Regions from separate parts of the Pan troglodytes genome. Here region 2 is linked to region 1. Evidence: chromatin contacts called from public HiChIP or PLAC-seq data. All regions are on one chromosome and are shown on one strand. The core of a region is the stretch at or near the end of the contact, and the rest is flanking DNA. Distances in the headings are between cores, read along the strand shown.

Region 1 (2,914 bases), core at 123-2,622:
ACTCCTCATCAGTCATGATTGCCTAACCAATCACCTCCTTCCTGTTCCAACTTACCTCTCCCTAATTTCTGTTTTCCCACACATAGTTACATTTCTTCCCTGCTATACAAACCCCTGATTTTGGTCAGTCAGGGAGATGGATGTGAAACTGATCTCCCATCTTCTTGGCTGCAGCACTCAATTAAGGCCTTCTTCCCTTGCAATACTCGTCTCAGTGATTGGTTTTCTGACTGGCAACCAGCAGGACCTACACCCAACCCCTGGTGTTTCAGTAACAGATTCTGCCCAGTACTAACACGGCAGCCTCCAAGACAAGAGAAGGGAATTGGTCCTTTCTGTGAAAGGCAGGACAGAATATCAAGAAATGTTTCTCTGTCTCCTGGCTCATAACGGCCTTGGGGCCATGTTCTCTATCTCCTGAGTACTGGAGAACAGAGAAGTCTCAGAAGGTTGATATTGGCAAGGTGAAAAGAAATAAGAGGATGGAAGGAGGTGTTGGAGAAAATAAAAACAAAATCTCCTGCTAACCCAGAAAATCCCCTTCACAAACGTAGAAAAAGAGAACAGTTTTATTACCAAATAATATTGAACTGGACTGGGAAGCACATTGTAGACAATCTGCTAATCAGATGCCAGACAGAAAGAGATCTTACTTTTTATCTAGTTGGGCAGATACAATCTATTACAAACATGTCCTCAAAATTAATGGTAATTTGCCCCCTTGTAAGAGGATTTGACATTGTTTGCTATACAATTTTTCATAATTCATTCTAAATTCACCTGGTAATTGGAGTAGCCATCTACACTAGTTAATTGCCTTTATCAAAAAGAAAAAATAAAACTTTTATCTGTGACAAGCGGGCGGTTACGAGTTTGGAGCTAGGCACCTAAGCTAAACTCCCAAGGTGACAGGGAGATAAGGGCACTATCTTCTTCACTGTTTACATTTCAAAGAGATGGCTCATCAGGCCTTTGGGGGAAACATTCCTATTTTGTAAAGTTGGCAGGTGCTTATTCAGCCTTTCAAAAGTATCAGGTACATATCAAAGGAGCACTTACACATAGATTTCTCATGGAAATACTCCAAGGGCGTGAGGTCAGGTTTATTTCCCCTTCAGTAACAAGTAAAATTTAATTCAATTTGTATTTGCCATTAAGATTTAAACGCTCCTCCTATGAGCTGAAGGTCTGATCTGCAAACCCCTAATTGCCGTGCTGCAGAAGGTACCAGCGTAGCCCAGTTTTAAAAATATTATTAGTTTTAAAATATATACATTTAACTCCTGGGCTCAAGCCATCCTCCAGCCTCAGCCTCAGCCTCCCTCGGGGTTACAGGAATCCCAGGCGCGCGCCACCGCGCCCGGCTCTAGTAGCCCAGATCTGAACCGGGATCTTAGATAAGAGGCCAGAGAGCCAGACTCCAGCCTGAGTGAAGCTTCCACCCTCCAGAAACTGGATGAGAGTCTGTCACTAACTTTGAGGACTTCGACAAGAGGAAGGTGACTACAGGCCACCCACAGGAGTGCACTGGTGTTGAGGGTAAGGGTTCAACTGAGACGCTGGGAGGCGGCTTTGCCCTGCCTGTGTGTCATAGGCAACACGAAGTCGAATCTACATAGTGCTCACGCAAGGTAGTTCGCGTGCTATGGAGCCTCAGCCCAGGGAATTCAGGTGGTCTGGTGCAGTAAACTCCACCCAACACACGCCTGACAGCGCGTTGCTCCCGCTACATTCGCCAATCGGAAATGACTTCTCTCGTTGACCCCAGCTTCCGGAAGCGCCTGCGGAAGCTGCCGCAGAGGCTTGTGGGGAGTGTAGTCTTTTTTTTGCAGAATGGGCCAAGGGGACAGAGACTTCACTCGGGAGCCAGAACCTGTTTTCAACATGGGTATTTTAAGAAGAGACGGAGAGGCTGTCACTGCAGTGGTCACTGTCCTGGAAAAGTAACCGTTGCACGGCCCAGAAGTGGCTCTGTGGCGGCCAATGGGAGCCGAAGCCTGCGAGGATGTTGGGAACTGTAGTTCTGGCGTCGGTCGGCGGCCGAGGTCCCGGGCACGCTGGCTCTGGTGAGCGCGGCCTCCGCGGCTCCTCGGCCCCAGGATGCCCTCTCTCGTGGGGAAAGGAGGGTCGGGAAAGGCCGAGCGTAGGTTAGGACGCGGGGTAGAGTGTGGCCGATGGGGAGTGCGGGTTGGAGATATTTGGTTTTTGGAGGAGGGGGCGCGGCTCGCGGTGCTCATTGGGGCGAGGCGATGGGGTGAGGCCCTGCTTGCCTGGACCTCCGCGGACCTTTTTTCCCCCCGGGGGGACGAGAGTGACGTAGAACTCTAATGCCTGTCTTGAACCAGGCGGGATTATTCTGGGTCAACCCGTTTTCGAATACGGAGGGCGGCCCCAGTCGTGCGTCCTGGGGTTTATTTGGGCTGTGGGGTTGAGTTCTGCCAGGGCCAAATGGACCAACCTTCCCGCGGCTGGGGTGGGGACGTGGCTAGGTCCGCACATCCCTGGGTGGTTTTTGGCTGGGGAGCGTCTTGAGTCCTGCATCACCGAGTTTTTCTGTTTTTTGGGTGGGGCTGGATATGTCCCGAGTGGAGACCGGGGTGGTTAGGGGGAGGCCGTCTCAGGCCCTGATGCTTGATGGGCCTTGGTTTATTAGGGGTTGGGGGGTTGGAAGTGGAGGTGAGCTTGACGTGGTCAAAATATCCTGAGAGGGCCTGGGCGAGTGTCTTGAGTCAGGAGTCCCTGGGGTTTTTAGGGAGGTGAGGGAGGTTTCGTCCTCTGATAGTGGTGGGCTGTATCACTCTGACAGGCATCTAGGCAGCTCTTTTGAATGAGGGCAGGCCTTTTCTCTGGGACCTGTTGTCTCAAGGTGTGTCATGTGGGAGGTGCCCCCTGTGCTTTGTGGCAAAGTTCCTGG
Region 2 (2,914 bases), core at 281-2,780, 140 kb before region 1:
ATAATAGCTTGTAACACACCCTCGAGTATTTCGTAGAATTTGCCTTCTGGAACCAAACCTTTTTTTCTCAGCCTGTGTTTACCCAACTGCCCTTTCCAATCGAACAGAAAGCAGAGAACCAGACACTTGATTGTGTTTAGGCAAAACCTCGGGCACAAGTAGGTGTCAAGCCGACCCCCTTTTAAGAAACCCCCCTTTGTCGGCCGGGCACCGTCGCTCGCGCCTGTAATCTCAGCACCTTGGGAGGCCGAGGCGGGCGGATCACGAGGTCAGGAGATGGAGACTAGCCTGGCCAACATGGTGAAACCCCGTCTCTACCAAAAATACAAAATTAGCCGGGTGTGGTGGCTGGCACAGGCTTGTAATCCCAGTTACTCGGGAGGCTGAGGCAGGAGAATCGCCTGAACCAGGGAGGCAGAGGTTGCGGTGAGCCCAGATCTTGCCACTGCACTCCAGCCTGGGGGACAGACTCCATCTCAAAAAAAAAAATAAAAATAAAAAATAGTTTGTCACTACAGTGCCCACAAGGAAACGTTAACACACATCCCACATCGTCTGCTTAAACAGTTTGGTCTAGCGCAGTTCCCAGACCTTGAGCTCTGTGAAGACAATTATTTCAAATTACACATTGTATGTCTCAATACTGCCTCACGCCTATCAGACTCAGAGCCAGCCAAGGACGGCAAATACTATCACAGGCTGCCCGAGAGGATTCCGAAAGGGACCACATCTCTCTGTGATACTTGGCGGTGGCCGACTTACCTTCAGACACGGCGTTGGCATTTTCCAAGGCAACCTGGGATGAGGCAAAGGGACAAAAGGCCACCAGACGAACGATGTTGTGGAATTTGCCCAGGTTGAGCACGGACTCCTCCACCTGGGGGGAGAAAGAGGCTAAGTGGTTTCCTTCCCTCCCTCCTGCTTCTGCGGCGCAGTAAAGCAGCGGTTCCCAGCCTTGGAAGCTCTTAAAATATGCTGATACCTGGGCCCCACATCCCAGCTTCTGCTTTAATCGTACGGGGGCGGCATCCGGGAGGCTTATTTCTAATTGCTAGAGCGATTCTACCCATGGGTCAAGGTAAAGACCCCCGGATCTAGAGCTTTCCAGGTCCGCCCCCCCGCCCCGAACCGCTCGGCCGGCCACGTGGGAGCGCGCTGTGCATGCTGGGACCCGCGCGACGAGGGTCTGCGGGGCCGCCAAAGGAGCCCACGGATCTCACCCACCTGCGGCTGCAGCAGACTGATCTCCTCCACTTCCTTCAGCGCCAGCAGCGCGTAGCCGACCGCGTGCTCAAACAGCACGTGCAACAGCACCTGGAACGGGAGCCGGGGCGCGAGCGTCAACGCAACCTCAGCGTCTGCCGGAACCCGTTCCCAGGGCAGGCGCAGGCGCAGGCGCAGGCCCAGGCCCAGGCCCAGGCCCAGGCTCTGTCTGCGGCCCGAACGCAGGCCGAAACCCCCACCGTCGCGTCGCCCGCGCCCCGCAACCACTCCTCACCATGGCGCCAGCTCCCGGGTTCGGCTCGCAATGCGGCTAGCGCGCTCCGGCGCGCGGAACCAGGCTCCAGAGGCCACGCCCCCGCCCCCCCGACCAATCGGAGGCCGGGGACGACACCATCTCCGGCCTTTGGAGGGGCCGCCCAGGGTGGTATCGCCCGGAGCGCGGGCTGGGTGGCGCGGAGCGCGGGCGAGCAGGCCTTTTCTGGCCTCTGCAGCTGCGCGGGCGGGCGTGGTTGCCGGGGACGCGCGGCCCCCGATCGGGCATTGCAGGCGGCGAAACGACTTGGGAAGGCCCTTTCGGGGTAATAGTCCGGTTCCTGATGTTCTTGTCATATGAGTTACGGGCAGCAGAGCTGGGTGAAGTCGGGGCGGGAGGTCCGCGTGGGGCGCGGCGTCCATCCCAGACAGAGACCGCTGCCTAGCCGGCTTCCCGCTTCGTCCGTGGCCTCGGGCCCCAGACCCTGCGCCCCACGTCCCCGGGACCCAGGCGTTCCCGTCCCCTACTCGGGGACGAGCCTCCCCGGCGCCGGGTGGGCGGTGCATCCTTTCCTCCCACCCGTAACGGGAGCGGTGCCCGGCGCGCTCTGGCGCAGACCCTGCTGGGAATGTAGCTCGCGCAGTTTTCTTCGTACTACTAATTTATTTATTTTTTTTGTTTTTGGTTTTTTTTTTAATGACTGTAGCAGGCAGTAACGTGCGAAAGAAAGACGCTCCGGCGTCTTCCTAGGCCAGTTTCTTGTTGCTGTGCTGCACGGGACGCAGCTCCTTTCGCTGGGCCACGTGTTGCTGCTCCGCTTGAGCGGCCCTGAATTCTGGGCGCTGGTGATCGCTGAGTGAATCGCAGCTGCTTCCCTGTCCTTGAGGGCGTCTTTTGGGCACTCAGGCGAGTCTTTAGAAGTGAGTTTTGCTTTAATAATTAATATTAACGTTATAAATCCAAAACCTAGTTATACTTAAGTAGCGTATCCCCTGGTATATTTTAAAGAGTCATTCGAAGGGGATTTTTTAAAATGCTGTATAGCTATAAACTGCATTTATACATTTAATTGTTATTTTGTTAAGCGATTGAGTTACTTGACAAAATCCAAGTACATAGTTCACTCACAAATCTAATATGTCAAACCTAAAAAATATGGTTGGTAAATCTTACTCTCATAATTTCAATGTGGTTTACAGATGTGGTTGAATTCTGTTACACATGTCTACTTACGAGTCAGAATCGTTATTCCATTTAATATTTTAAAATGGAATTGCCAAGTTAATCCATACATTAGCATGTTAAATTATTTTAACCGTCATGAATACATCAAAATAGACGATTCCAAAATGTAATGGAAAATACTAATGCTAATACTTCAATTTACTTCATTATTTCTGCCCTTAATCCTGAATCTTCCTGGAGTTACAGGTGCTT

The links. HiChIP or PLAC-seq counts read pairs in DNA pulled down with a chosen protein or histone mark.
Region 2: an H3K4me3 HiChIP or PLAC-seq map of stem cell-derived excitatory neurons shows a contact between it and region 1, with 3 times the contacts expected there. The contact joins the promoter of NOP56 here to the promoter of ZNF343 in region 1. A contact is called at or near these places in 2 of 7 Hi-C or Micro-C datasets (blood and stem cell-derived neural progenitor cells) and 1 of 1 datasets of contacts at active chromatin or transcription factors (stem cell-derived excitatory neurons).

The regions. Positions count from the first base shown.
Region 1 is chr21:9,139,354-9,142,267 of NHGRI_mPanTro3-v2.0_pri, reverse strand. ZNF343 (zinc finger protein 343) reads left to right here and starts at 1,372. Exons shown (of 6, transcript XM_003316816.6): 1 at 1,372-2,066. It overlaps SNRPB (small nuclear ribonucleoprotein polypeptides B and B1), which reads left to right and starts at 1,821. Exons shown (of 11, transcript NM_001280532.1): 1 at 1,821-2,066.
Region 2 is chr21:9,283,925-9,286,838 of NHGRI_mPanTro3-v2.0_pri, reverse strand. It overlaps NOP56 (NOP56 ribonucleoprotein), which reads right to left and starts at 1,530. Exons shown (of 12, transcript NM_001244674.3): 1 at 1,499-1,530; 2 at 1,225-1,314; 3 at 763-877. The coding sequence starts at 1,501. It overlaps MIR1292 (microRNA mir-1292), which reads right to left and starts at 1,378; the gene lies at 1,314-1,378.